Linked DNA regions of Sus scrofa: region 1 is linked to region 2. A link is a contact called in public HiChIP or PLAC-seq data. All regions are on one chromosome and are shown on one strand. Each heading gives the region's core, a stretch centred on a gene start, on an enhancer-like site or on the middle of the called end of the contact. The rest is flanking DNA. Distances are from core to core; before and after follow the strand shown. Region 1 holds the start of PDCD6 (programmed cell death protein 6). Region 2 holds the start of EXOC3 (exocyst complex component 3).

Region 1 (6,683 bases), core at 855-3,354, 100 kb before region 2:
TGAATCCTAAATTCATTTGACATATATATTTGATATGTATGTATATATGTGATATAAACATTTACTCATTTGACATATATTGGAGGGGGCGATATTTTTGTTTAAACCTTCATTTTCTAAGTGAATCTCCCTTTTAAGAGTCAGCCTTGGCGTTCCCATTGTGGCTCAGTGGAAGCAAATCTGACTAGTATTCATGAGGATGCAGGTTGGATCCCTGGCCTCACTCAGTGGGTTAAGGATCTGGTGTTTCCGTGGCTGTGGTGTAGGCTGGGGGTCCCAGCTCTGATTGGACCCCTAGCCTGGGAACCTCCAGATGCCGCAGGCGCAGCCCTAAAAAAAAAAAAAAAAAAAAAAAAAATTACAAAAAAAACCCAAAGTCAGCCTTCACACCTCTGACATGATGAAGGAGAAGCACAGGCAGACCTGGGCTAGGATCTTCTTGCCTCTTCGATCTTAGGCCAGCATGGTTTTCTCATCAATAAAATGTGCTCTTTGGTACGTTTTCATGCAGTGCTGCTATGAGACTTGTGCACAGTATATTTAAACACTAGGGTAGATTCAGTAAGTTCTTCCCTTGAGTGAATCACTTCCCATTCCTAGAACTCAACAGAAAGCAGGACAGAGCACTTCTGGGCCCCACAGATGGTGCTGGCTGTGGCAGTCCAGGCAGGCTGGAGACTTGGCCAAGAATGGCTAGAGCTGTGACACTTTGGAAGGTGGTCTCAGGACTCTGGGTAACCCCCCAGCCCCACAGATGGCAACTGTCTGTGGCCAGGACTGCAGGCTAAGTCCTGCCCTAGAGCACAGCACAGTGAGATGGCCCACAGTGAGGCCCTCCGGATTCACTGGGAAGTTAATTGCTGAAGTTTCCCTGTACACACTGTACTGGAAAACTTACAAATTGGGTCACGAGATCATAGTTATTTTGTAGTGTGCCAGAGATGGAAGATAAAGATGGATTTCAGAAACTACAGATCAAAGAGTGGTGGAAAATTGTAGAAAGGATTGGTCAACAAGGGATGGGAATGCTTTAGGAGCATAAAAGTAGAAACATTTCTGCAGAAGTTCTGCTGCCATGGGTTAAGGATCTGGCACTGCCCCAGCTGTTGCTAGTATTCTATCCCTGGCCCTGGTTCCACATGCCTCTGACACGGCAGAAGAAAAGAAAAAGAAACTACTTGAATTCACTGGGTCATTAAAAAAAAAAAAAAAAAACCGCGTTGAAGAGGTTTGTAGAGGAATGCTCTATGTGTGCGTCTGAATCAGAATATCTTTTAATCTCTTCAAAGAGTTTAAAGAACTCTCCACCGTATGGTCTGAAGGTTAAAAGAGAGAGAAGAGACATGACAATACGCTGGAGAGTGACTGCGGGTCAGATACAGAGCCAGAGCGCTAACTAGCGGATTCGTGTCCAGGGAGGAACGTGTCAGGTTCCTCCCTGGTGCTCTCCGCAATCTATAAACAGGGGAGGAGGATGAAACAAGTCAGCGTGATTAGACTAGCGCTCAAAGCCCTGACAGGCTGAAACGCAGCGGGAGTGCCCTGAATCTGGGCTTCCCTGCACAGGGTGCGCTAAGGTTCAGTCGGTGTCCAGACTTAGGAGGCGGCGCCTTCCACTGGCCAAGGACACGCTGGTCGCCCATCGTGGACAGCTGGGGACATTTGGGCCCAGCCGCGGGGTGGACTCACGTGCAGGCTGGGCGAGCAGGCGGCGGGCGCTCTTAGATGCCAGAAGGGACGTCGTGTGGTCCCCGGAGACCGGCGCAGGGACGCGAGCTGGGGCGGGGCAAAAAGTGCAGAAAAGCACGGGAATGCCGGGAGCGTTCTTCCCCTCCTTCACAGTCCTTCCATGACCTCGCTTTGGTGCAGGAATGAACCATGCTCAAGGGAACCGCCTCCGCCCTTCATGTCCAACCTGCGCCTCGGGGGAAGGGACTCCCAAAGCGCGTCCTCGACCCAGGGCGGAGCCTGACCTCTGCCTCCAGTTCTGCAGTGCTCTTGGGACCCCCGCAAGCCCGTGCAAAGCGTGGGCGTTGCCTGGCAACCGGGCCGCCACAGGATTGGCCGCGCCAGCTCCGGCGACCGCCCCGGAAGTTGCGTGGACGCCCGGCCCAGTCCAGGTCGAGGCGGAAGTGGAGCCGCCCGGAGCCACCCGCGTCCCAAGGAAAACTCGCCGCACCTCGGCCCATGGCCGCCTACTCGTACCGCCCGGGCCCCGGGGCCGGCCCTGCTGCGGGCGCCGCGCTGCCTGACCAGAGCTTCCTGTGGAACGTCTTCCAGAGGTGCGACCGGCGCGCGGGCGCTTGCGGGCCTCAGTCTTGGGCCCTCCACCGCCCGGTCCCCCCAGCCTCCTTCCCGGCACCCCCCCCAGCGCCTGCTTCCACCCGCATCCTTGGCCTCTGCCCTACCTCCATCCTACCCCCGCGAGCCTTCCCTCCCCCCCGTTCCTCCGGCCTCCTCTCCGACCTCCTTTCCGGTCCTCCTGCCCCTGCTCCGTCCCACCCCCATCCTTGGCTTCCTGTCCGACCTCCTTTCTGGTCCCCCTCGGCCTCCAGTCCAGCCTCCTTCCTGCCGCTCCCGCCCCTGCTCCGTCCCTCTTCCTCTCTGAGCCCCTCCCGAGATGCCGAGTCGCCCCCGGGGGTTCGCAGCCCCCTTGTCCTGGTCCTGGGCCTCTATCCTCCTGCCTTAACAGCCCGTTCCCGCACTGGGCCTCGGGGGGATGCTTGTTTAGGAGCGCAGAAAGGCAGACTCTGACCGGGCTGCTGAAATGCTAGGAGCCAGGAAAGAAGCTGGGCCACGGCTGCTGGGCAGGTGACCGGTCACCTCAGGGCCTTCTGCTCCTAGGCGCCCTTCCAGCGAGAGAATGATCGAAACTGCAGTGACTCATGGTCGGGGAATGACTTAATTGAGAGAATCTTTAACTGTTTGTGAAAAAGAGAAAAGCTGGTGCAGGTAGAATTCTGATAGGTGGAGGGAGAAAGGCTTGAGAAAGTGGAGAACCTGCTTGGAATTCAGGAGGGGGAGTGCCTAGGACAGGGCAGGAGGCAGGCCCCCCGACTCCCCAGCCAGAGGCGGCGATGAGAAGTGGAGCAGCCGGAAGTGAAAGGCCCAGAGAAGGAGCAGCCAGAGCCAGTGTAGGAGGGGTGCAAGAAGCGAACCTTTGTGCTTGCCAGGTTTTGTTTTTCCAGCACTTTTAATTAAACCTAACTGGTCTTAATTTTGTAGGGTTGACAAAGACAGGAGCGGCGTGATATCGGACAACGAGCTTCAACAAGCACTATCCAACGGTGAGTGGCACCTGGCTGTTCCGACGCCTTGTAGTAAATAACATTCTCCTTCAGCTTCTCTTGCAAGTCATTAAGAATTCTTATCACTGGCCATGGTGGAGGAGCTTCCGGGTTGTTCTGTTGGGTGGTTTCCTGGTTGTTGCGTCAGTGCTGCTCAGAGTCCTTCCTGGTTAATGGGGCAACTGCATGGAGTTGGAAGGCTTGAGAAATGGAGGCGGGTGTTGGTTCAGAGAGCAGCAGGGAGCATCGCTTTGTACAGCAGACATCCTTCACGACCATTGCGTTTCCCTTCTGGAGAGGAACAGCAGGGTCCCCAAGGCACTGATGGGGAAGCCACTGGGGATACTGGAGGCCCTGGCGGTGTGTCCTGGGAGACACTGGTCATCCGGGCAGGATGCGAGGGTGGCAGCCCTTGGTGGCGGTACATGGGGCTCGCTTTTTGCCAGTGGCAGCGTGATTAACCCCTGGAAGTACTATTAAAGACCTTACTTCATTAAATACCCGGCTGTGTCCTCTTCTTAAACCCCTCAGGTGCCACTGTCTTTTCTGATTCTTCTGTTTGTGGTGCCCTTTAGGCCAGAAGAGGGGCTGATTTTGAGAGGCATTGCAGATGTTGAAAGGCTCATCTTTACTGCTGGGAGGCAACTTGGTGTAGGAGGCTGCCTCAAGCATCAGAGGGGAGGTGTTCCTTTATTGCTGCTGGTGGATTTGAATTTACAGGGTAATACAGGTGATGTTTTCACTAGGGGGTGTCAGTGCTGCCTCCAGCTACAGCTCAGCTGCTCCTTACAGCACATTGCTCTTCCTGCTCCGTGAGAACATAATCTTGAACTACTAGCCTGCTGGGGAGATGGAATTTTCGTGGAATTGCCCACAGGATGTTTGGTCCACCATTCCTAAGAAACTGAAATGAGAACTGGTTTAACCCGGGTGTAAGTACATAATGGCCCTCTCACAGTGGCCCTGTAGAGCCGCTTTGCCTGATTGGCCACTGCTGGGAACATGTAAAAACTTGCCCAGAAGCAGGTAGTCACTTAGCCCTGAGGGAGACAGGCGTGGCAGCCCCCAGGCTTCACTCGGGGCGGGGGGGGGGGGGGGTTCTTCTGTAGAGTGGCTGTTCTGTTTTGTTTGTGTCCTGTAAACCTCGAATCTTTAAACCAGTCTTCAAAATTTTTAGGTTAAATTTCTGCCTCGCCAGTACTGAGAGTTTAGATTTTTTTTTTTTTATAGATTTATTTTCAAAGGGTAAAAACACTTGAGACAATTTAAGTACAGTCTAAACAGAATTACTCTGTCCCAGGGAGCAGTGATTCAGGATATGTTCTCACTTCCAGACACATTCCAGCATCTTCTGAGTTTTCTTCAGTGAAGAAAAGGGGTCTGATACTTTATTCATATACATCCTTCTTATCTGCAACATAGTCTACAATTTCCTGTGGGCACGTTGACTTCTCCGCGTCTATATCAGGAATTTCAGACCCAAATTCGTCCTCCGTGGTCATGATAATCCCCACTTAGTCCAAACTGTCTAAGCCCAGGTCTTTCATACAATGGGAGGTTACTGAGCTTTTCGGGATCGGTCTTGTCATAGAGGTTCAAGACGTAAAGAGCACGGTCCTTGACCCCCTCTGATGTCAAAGGGGGCGTGTCACCGTACTGGCAGCACAGCTGTGTAACTCCCCGGGAACCTGTTCAAGCACCCAGGCTGCCTGGGCTTCCGTGGGGAACAGAGTGGTGCTGAGTGGCTGAGCTTCAACCTCCATGGGAAACCTGGGCAGCGATGCAAAGGCTGCGGGCAGACGGTGGACGCAGGTGCAAAGGACACGGGCCGCCACGGCCACACCGACGCAGGATACCCGAGAGTTTAGCATCTTAAGAGGTGAATTTTACAGAGAGACTGAGACCCCTAACACTAGATCCGAGCCACGTCTGCGACCTATACCACAGCCCATGACAATGCCGGATCCTTAACCTGCTGAGCAAGGCCGGGGATCGAACCTGCAACGTCGTGGTTCCTAGTCAGATTCGTCTCGCTCCACCACGACAGGAACTCCTGAGACACTTCCTTTCTTATCCTTTCTCCCCCAACCCACCGTAACTGGAGGGCTATATTTTGCTGTGCTGCAAACCCAGCAAATCTTTACAAATCCTGTTAGGCCTTTCTGCAGGCAGGCAGGTGGGAATGCATCCAGCTCTCTGCCTCCCAGAGCGGGCGGGAGCCCAGGGTGACAAGACGGGGCCTGGGGTGCGCGCAGGGAGGCAGGCACCCCAACCCGGGGTCTCCCACCTGTCTCTTCACCTTGGCGCCCACTGAGTGCCCAGGCGCCCTGAGTTCCCACTTGCCCCGGCTCTGCTCCTCTGCCCAGACTGCCCACCCTTCCTCAGGGATGTGGAAACTCCCGCCTCTGGGCCCCGCGGCACCTTCCTCTTCTTGGACGCTGTCCTTGTCCCCCTCTTCCTGCTGCGTCCCTTTTGATGCTGTCGCCGGCTGCCGGCGCCAGCGAGTGTCCTGGCGGGAGGTGGAGCTGGGCGCCCATGTGCCGGCGTCATGTGTCCTGGCCTCGGCCAGCGATGGCCACACGTCGGTTCTCTTCACTCTCCTGCTCAGGTTCCCAGAGCTGGTGCATGGGAGTTATTTTGGCTTGGTTTTTCTCCCCAGGAATAGGCTTCTCTTTTTACATTAGCACGAGAATATTCAGCTGTTTCAGGGAATTAGCTTAAATAATTCATTTATTTCTGGTGAGAAAACCGAAGCTACAAAATAGCCTGGTGTCTCTCTTCAGATGGATCAATGCCTCTGAGGCCCCTGTTAAAAATCCAGTTGAAACCGTCCTGAAAAAGGCCTCATGGGTCCTGCACACTGAGCCCTTTGTGGGCCTTTTTCCCTGGGAGAGCTTCTGGAAAGTGCTGGCTGGGAGGTGGCGGTTAGGGGTGTGGAGAGAGACAGGACTGTCTCGCCTTCTGTTTGAACATGTCACAAGCTGTCTTCAGCTAGGAATTTTTAAAAAAATTTTTATTTTCACATGGTTCCTTGAAATTGGAGGAAATTAATTTTGCTCGGGCTCCCATTTTGTGCTTCTATAGGTTTGCATTAATGTATTGCTATGTTTTGAGAAGGCAGTTTTTAACTGGACTTTAATTAAAAATAAGTCATACATTCTTTTTGAAAAAAAAAATTTTTTAATCAAGATAAACTTCAGCTCTTTGGGGACCCCCAGTTGAGAAATCAGACCACGTAAGCTGACAGTTCCCTGCCGTGCCTGACTGTCCCTTGTCACAGGCCAAGCGTAGTGAGGCAGGGAAGGGCCTGGGGTTTACCTTCCTCAGCTTCCACCTGCCATGCTCAGAGCCTGCACGTCCCCGAGGAGGGCCTGTGTGACGCCTGGCTCCCTCCTG
Region 2 (6,405 bases), core at 2,167-4,666:
AGAGCCCCTTGCCCAGCGGACGTCTGTGCGCGTGCGCGTTTGCCCCTCGGGGTGTCGACGCGGGCGGCCAGCGCAGCGCCGAGCTGGCTTGTCCAGAATGGTCTTAAGGCTGCTCAAGCATGACAGTGTCCCCCCTTTGAGGGCGGACAGTTCTTAGGAGAGCGGCCGGGCCAGCCGGCGGCAGTGCTTCCGTGCGCCCAGTGGTAGCGGTCCCCGGCCCCGGGGCGGTTTCCAGCCCCTTCTGTCCGCGTCCCCGCTTCACTGCTGCGCTGTGCAGGCAGGTCGACGCCTCGGGGAGGGGACCTCAGGGAGCAGCCACATCTGGGGTGACCCACTGCCCAGGCAGCAAATTAGAAATAAAGCCCGCTGAGCCGCGGAGCCCACGCGCCCGGCCCTGGCGGGAATGTCGGAGTTCCAGCCCCAGAGAGGCTGTCGGCGCTGGGCTCCGCCCTGCGCTCCGGGGGCGGTGTTGCTGGAGACGCGCGGCCGTGCTCCGAGGGAGAAGGGGCCGCATAGAGTCCTGTTCCTTCCAGAAGTCTCTCTGGTGTTTTCAGTGGGCCCCTAAGGGTGGTTTGAGGCTGTCTCTCTCTCACCACGCCATGTAGCCTCCTTACAGAGTCCGGGTTTGGAAGTGAGAGAGGTACCAAAGGTGGAGAAGGAAGTAGGATGTGGTCACCTTGCTGTCTTACTGACTGGTGTTTCCAGGGAAAACTCCAGCCATTGTCCTAGGAAGGATTACTAGAGACAGACAGGAATGTTTGATTTTTAAAATTGTAAAGATAACATATTCTGAGTGCAGGAAATTTGGATGCAAAAGAATAAAACAGGATGCAAAGGTTGCCTGCAGTCACCACCTAGAGATGGCTCATGGCCGTGGGTGAAGTCCACCCACCTCCCGAGTGACCCCACCCCATGGGACATGACAGCAGGGGCCAGAATCACCAGCCAGCAGGACAAAGCTGGTCAGGGACCCCCTGTGCTGGGGTTGGAGACCCCTCTTCCTACAGACACAAGCACCTGTCCCCAGTCACCTCCCTCTGGAGTCTGGGCCCCAGCAGGGACCTGCAGCCCCACCCTGTTCCATGCAGGGTCCTTCACTCTGTCATCTGTGGCTTTGGGGAGTCAGTGTTCAGCTCCTGGGTTAATGCTGGAGCTGTTCGCTAAATGCACATTCACCTTGTCAAGCTCAGGGCTGGGCGGGCAGGACTGGGTCTTCTGGACACTTAGATGCTCGCTGGGACCATGCCCCTTGGCCGCCTGCTTCGTGGAAGGGCTTCCCCTGAGGGGAGGCTGAGGGTCTCTCCCCCGGACTGACAGAGGTTAACCACCAGAACCCGGTGTTGGGAGTGGTCAATTCGTGGCCCCTGGGAACCCCAAGCCCTGCCTAGCAGCCTCTTCTTCTCTGCCCAGCCCACGGGGGCCTTGCAAAAGTGACATTGGTGCTGTGCTGTCCCCACTGTCATCGTCAAAGTCTTCCCCTCGCCTGTTACGATGGCAGCATGGCGACCTGTCCCAACCCCGCTTCCTGCTCTTACCCACACTGGCTCAGCGTCCCTCCCCTCTGCTTAATGTCACACTGAGCACGGCACACCTCCTTGTAGATCTAACCCCTAGGACAAGTTGTGGGATGCCGGAAACTTCCTCCTTTCTTCTGGTTCAAACCAAGGCTCCGCTCCTCATGGAAGCCCTGTACCACACCTCAACAGCAGCGCTCAGCCCCTTTGGAGCCCCTCCGTGATGGCTCACCAGGTCCATGCCCTCAGGCTCACTCTTCTCACCAGGCTAGGCCAGTGTGGCAAGTCCTGGGATATCCTGGGGCAGCCCTGCACCTGACACCACACTTCCCTGTCTCAGGGCGCAATAGACAGGTGGTGCCACACGCATGTACCAAATGCATCACCCGGAAAACCCCGGACTGAAAAGATGGAATTGAGAGACATCATTGCACGTTTGCACACTGTTGCCAGATCCCCGCATAACCGAAGAGCTGCAGGCGTGAGCCTCGCGTGAGGAGGAGTCTTTCTGAAGGACACACAGCCACCCCTGCCCACAAGGGCTGTGGCACCCAAGCCATGTTCCTGGAGGTTCAGAGCACCCATCTGTGGCCACTCCCCTGGGACCACGTGCACCAAACTGGTCACGGTTGGTGGACAGGCAGATTAAGCCTTGTTGGTGTGGAATCAGCATCTGGACACCAGCTCTGAGGGGTTTGTGTTCTAAAGGTACCATCATGCTTGGGACCCAGGTCCTGATGTGCCCTGGTCCCTTCCTCTGCTGGGTCGGTGGCAACAAAACTTCCCCCAGTCAGCACTTTTGTGATTTTACAGCCATGCCCCTATGGAAAAATTGTGTGGGGAAGGTGATGATGGAATGTAGAAGGTCAGATCTGGCCATTTCTGTAGGCGTGGCCATTTCTGCTTTAAAATGTCATTACCAGTACTAATTACCGGCTTATATGTTTCTATTGTCTGTAGCTTTTGGCTGTGTAGCTGAGAACATATTAAAATCAAGTATACAGGAATGATATGGAAGGGAAAAGACAAACACAAATTGTATTTTATATTTTTGCAGTTTCTACTGGATGAAAAAAACTTTCAATATGGAGACTGACTCGTTGAATTTTTAAAAATTGGATGCACTATAATGTAACTTTTTGTACTTTTTCTCAGTGCCTTTAGAAAGAGCTTTCAAATGCATTTCTGATACTGTGGTTCTTGTTAAATTCGCAATATGGATGTAAAATAAATGTTAGTATGTGTCTGCTTTAAGTGGAAATGTCTTCTTGATTTTGCAAATGAAGCCCCGCCATCAGATGTTCTAGCTTTGTCTCTGCGAAGTGGTAGTGAGCTGTTCTATGTGCATTTCCTTCCTTCAGTCCATCCCCTGCTGAATACCAGGCCCTGTGATAGTGCTTAAGACACATTAGGAAAAAAAGATGGAGAAATGCGGCTGTGCTGCCGCTGACACCCCTGTGCACGTGTACAGGGGACGGGGTGCAGATAAGTGACCCAAGAGCTGGGTAAATTCTGCAACGCCTCTGGAGGGAACATGGCGGCACAGATGGAACAGCTGGGGTCTTATAGCCAAGCGGCGATTTTGTGGGAAAGGCGGCCTCTGGGCCAAGACGGGGCAGGAGGTGGAGGAGGCCCAGGGACTGGAGGCCCCGCGAGGGCGGGGGCTGGGAGGTTTGGGTTTATAGGGCCACCGCACTGGGGGACTCATACACCTGCCCCCACGTGCCCCCTGCCCCCACGAGCCCAGGCGTGTGCATGTGTGTGCTTGTGCGCCCCGTGTGTGCGGTGTGGCCTGTCTATATGTGGTGTGTGTAGGGTGTCTGCGTGCCTGTGACGTCCGTGAGAGGCGTCTCCGCGCTGGGTGTATGCGCTCGCGCTCCGCCCCTCAGGCTTCAGCCCAGCCGCCCGGTTCCCGGCTCCGCGCTCGTCCCGCAGCCCCGGCCGACTCTCGGCGGGTGCCGGTCGACAGCGGGTCCCGGTCGACAGCGGGTCCCTATCGACAGCGGGTCCCGAAATCTCCCAGCTCTGTGCACAGGGACCCGCCCAACAAAGGTCCCGCCCGCCGGGCCCACCCCCTTCCGGTCACGAGGCCGGAAGCGGAAGTGCCGGTCGCGGCTCACTTCCGGGCGGCGGCGGCGGCGGCTCGCAAGGTGAGGCCGCTGCGGGCGGGTGGCACAGTCCGGGAGTCGCGGTCCGTGGCCGCTGTCCTCTCCCCGGGCTCGGGCGGGTGCGGGCGCGGCCGGAAGGCAGTGCGGGAGGCCGTGGGAGGCCCGGGGACGGTCCGTGGAGAGGCTGACGGCGCGCCAGGCGGTGGGGAGTAGCAGGTGCAGAGCTGCGGGCGCGGCTGGGGGTCCGCGGCGGAGACGGGCGGGGAGACACGCCGGCGCCCCCCAGCCCCGTGTGTCCCGTCGTGTGCGCGGTGCCCTAGTCAGCACCGGGAGGGGAGAGACGGCGCCACAGCACATTCCGAGAGAACACGGAACGCACTCGTGTGCAGACGGGGGAGTTATTTCACAGGTCCCTCAAGGGTCTCCGCGGACCTCGCGTTGCTTTGAGAAATATCTTTGAGAAGCCGTGCGCAGAAAATGTGCATGGAAATGGACTTCAGTAGCTGAAGTCAGTCCTCTGCTTTGCCGAAAGCTCAGCAGGCGTCGCCAGCTCCCTGGCTGGCAGGTTGGAGGAGCTGGCGCTGAAGGCAGGTGTGCTTGTATGCAGCATCTGTGCTGTGTACATTGCATCTGAGCAGAGTGCCTTGTGCCCTCTCACCTCTGTTTACTAGGGCTGTTAAGCAGTAGGGAATGGAATTTTGGGTGCTACAGACAGTGATTTTGAGGGGGATCAGAGGATGGTGCTCAAACTTGAGCAGGCACGGTAAAGTGTGTGCTGTCACTGTGCCTCCATAGCTTTCCTGAGGCGTCCTGGCACCTCGGCCCCACTGGCTAGTCAGGGCTGGTGGCAATTAGAAATTGGACCTGTCCGGGGGAGATTGACATCTGAGGTGCTGAGTAGTCTGGATCCGCATGTTAATATCTTATGCTTGTAATTGCCTCTGCGCCCCTTAGGGATAACACTGGGTTCTGAAGGTTTGTGTTTCATATCAAGGAGGTCATAATCCTAGCTCAGCTGTGTTTCATGTCTATTAGATTAATGATCTCAAATGCTCTCCTTATAGCTCCACTGTGAACAACTGAATGTTACTGGAGCAGGGGGATGCTTTGTACCTGACATCTCTACCTTCCTGACACATCCTCCTCTCCTGTTCTGTCTCTGCCTGTGGACACAGGGTATCCCTAGTATGACAGGTGCAGAGATTCTGCCTGCTCTGTAACCATGAAGGAGACGGACCGGGAGGCTGTTGCAACAGCTGTCCAGAGGGTTGCCGGGATGCTCCAGCGCCCGGACCAGCTGGACAAAGTGGAGCAGTACCGCAGAAGAGAGGCCAGGAAGAAGGCCTCCGTGGAAGCCAGGCTGAAGGTATGAGACTGGAGTGGAGACTGGGGTGGCTGTGGGCGCCTGCTTCACTCTCAGGCTGGACCGAGCCTTTTGTCCCAAGTTCAGGTTCCTGCTTAGCAGAATCATTGTAATTTTGCCGAGCTGGGCTTTGTGATGCCATGAAGAGAGGCAGGCCATGGACTTTGCCTTTGTTAGTGCATCCTTTCCAACAGTTCCTTGCCAGCCGGTAGGTTTATAGAGAAGACCGTGGGAAGATTTAAAAAGCCAGAGGAACAGTCTTTTAAGCACCCAGAAGTGTCCATTTAACTATTTAAAAAAACACTTATTTACTAAAAACTTTCCTTCAGACTGTGTCCAGAGGGCATTTCGTTTGGATCCTGCTAGCACACACAGCAGGAGGCTGACTGTGTGCCAGGCACTCTGCAGGCCCTGGGATGGGAAAGAGGAGAGCTGACCACATTTACTAGAGTGTGTGAGAGTGAGGCAAGAAAGAAAGGCGGCAGCCTTTTATGATTTAGATTGGCTTTCAGCTCATTTCATGTGGAGAGATGAGGTTCTTTTAAAATAATGCACATTTGGTACAGTTATAAAAAAGTTAAGAACCTGGCCTGTTATAGTTGCCTGGCAGCACAGCAGTCTTTGCGGATTTAAGAGAATGCCTTTGATACATGTACACAATGAAATATTACTCAGCCATTAAAAGTAAAGAAAGAATGGCATTTGTAGCAACGTGGTTGGACCAAGAAAATTATCATGCCAAGTGGAGTTAGACAGTGAGACACCAATGTCATATGCTGTCACATGTGGAATTGAAAAAAGGGCACAAGGAACTTCTTTGCATAACAGACACTAACTCACTTTGAAAAACTTTCGGTTTCCAAAGGAGACAGGTTGGGGGTGGGGGGATGGGCTGGGGGTTTGGGATAGAAATGCTGTAAAATTTGGTTGTGATGATTGTTGTACACCTACAAATGGAATAAAATTCATTGAGTTAAAAACACAAAGGGAGAGAATGGCTGTGAGGAAGGTGAATCTTCCCAGCGAGGCGGCAGTGAGGCCCCCTCCAGGTGAAAAGCATTGGTAGCGTCCAGATAATGGCGAGTGTGATGAGATGGAAGGGTGATCACTCATTTGCACCAGCAAAGCATTGAAAGACCTGTTAGGCTGGCTTGAAACAGTTTCATGTCAATTTTAAAAATAGTTTAGACCTGCTACTTTTTTGTGTGTGTGCTTTTTTTAGGGCCGTACCAGTGGTATGTGGAGGCTCCCAGCTGGGGTCAAATTGGAGCCACAGCTGCCAGTCCACACCACAGCCACAGCGACGCAGAATCAGAGCTGCATCTGCGACCTACACCGCTGCTCACAACAACGCCAGATCCTTAACCCATTGAGCGAGGCCAGGGATCGAACCCGCAACCTCATGGCTCCTAGTCAGATT

What was found. HiChIP or PLAC-seq counts read pairs in DNA pulled down with a chosen protein or histone mark.
Region 1: an H3K27ac HiChIP or PLAC-seq map of alveolar macrophages shows a contact between it and region 2. The contact joins the promoter of PDCD6 here to the promoter of EXOC3 in region 2. A contact is called at or near these places in 1 of 5 promoter capture datasets (liver), 4 of 47 Hi-C or Micro-C datasets (blood, embryonic fibroblasts, epiblast stem cells and 1 more) and 1 of 2 datasets of contacts at active chromatin or transcription factors (alveolar macrophages).

The regions. Positions count from the first base shown.
Region 1 is chr16:79,827,693-79,834,375 of Sscrofa11.1, reverse strand. PDCD6 (programmed cell death protein 6) reads left to right here and starts at 2,104. Exons shown (of 6, transcript XM_021076934.1): 1 at 2,104-2,282; 2 at 3,226-3,287. The coding sequence starts at 2,188. It also overlaps the pseudogene LOC110257295.
Region 2 is chr16:79,727,283-79,733,687 of Sscrofa11.1, reverse strand. It overlaps EXOC3 (exocyst complex component 3), which reads left to right and starts at 3,416. Exons shown (of 13, transcript XM_021077064.1): 1 at 3,416-3,664; 2 at 4,798-4,988. The coding sequence starts at 4,845. AHRR (aryl hydrocarbon receptor repressor) reads left to right here. Exons shown (of 11, transcript XM_021077068.1): 11 at 1-2,768. The coding sequence ends at 2.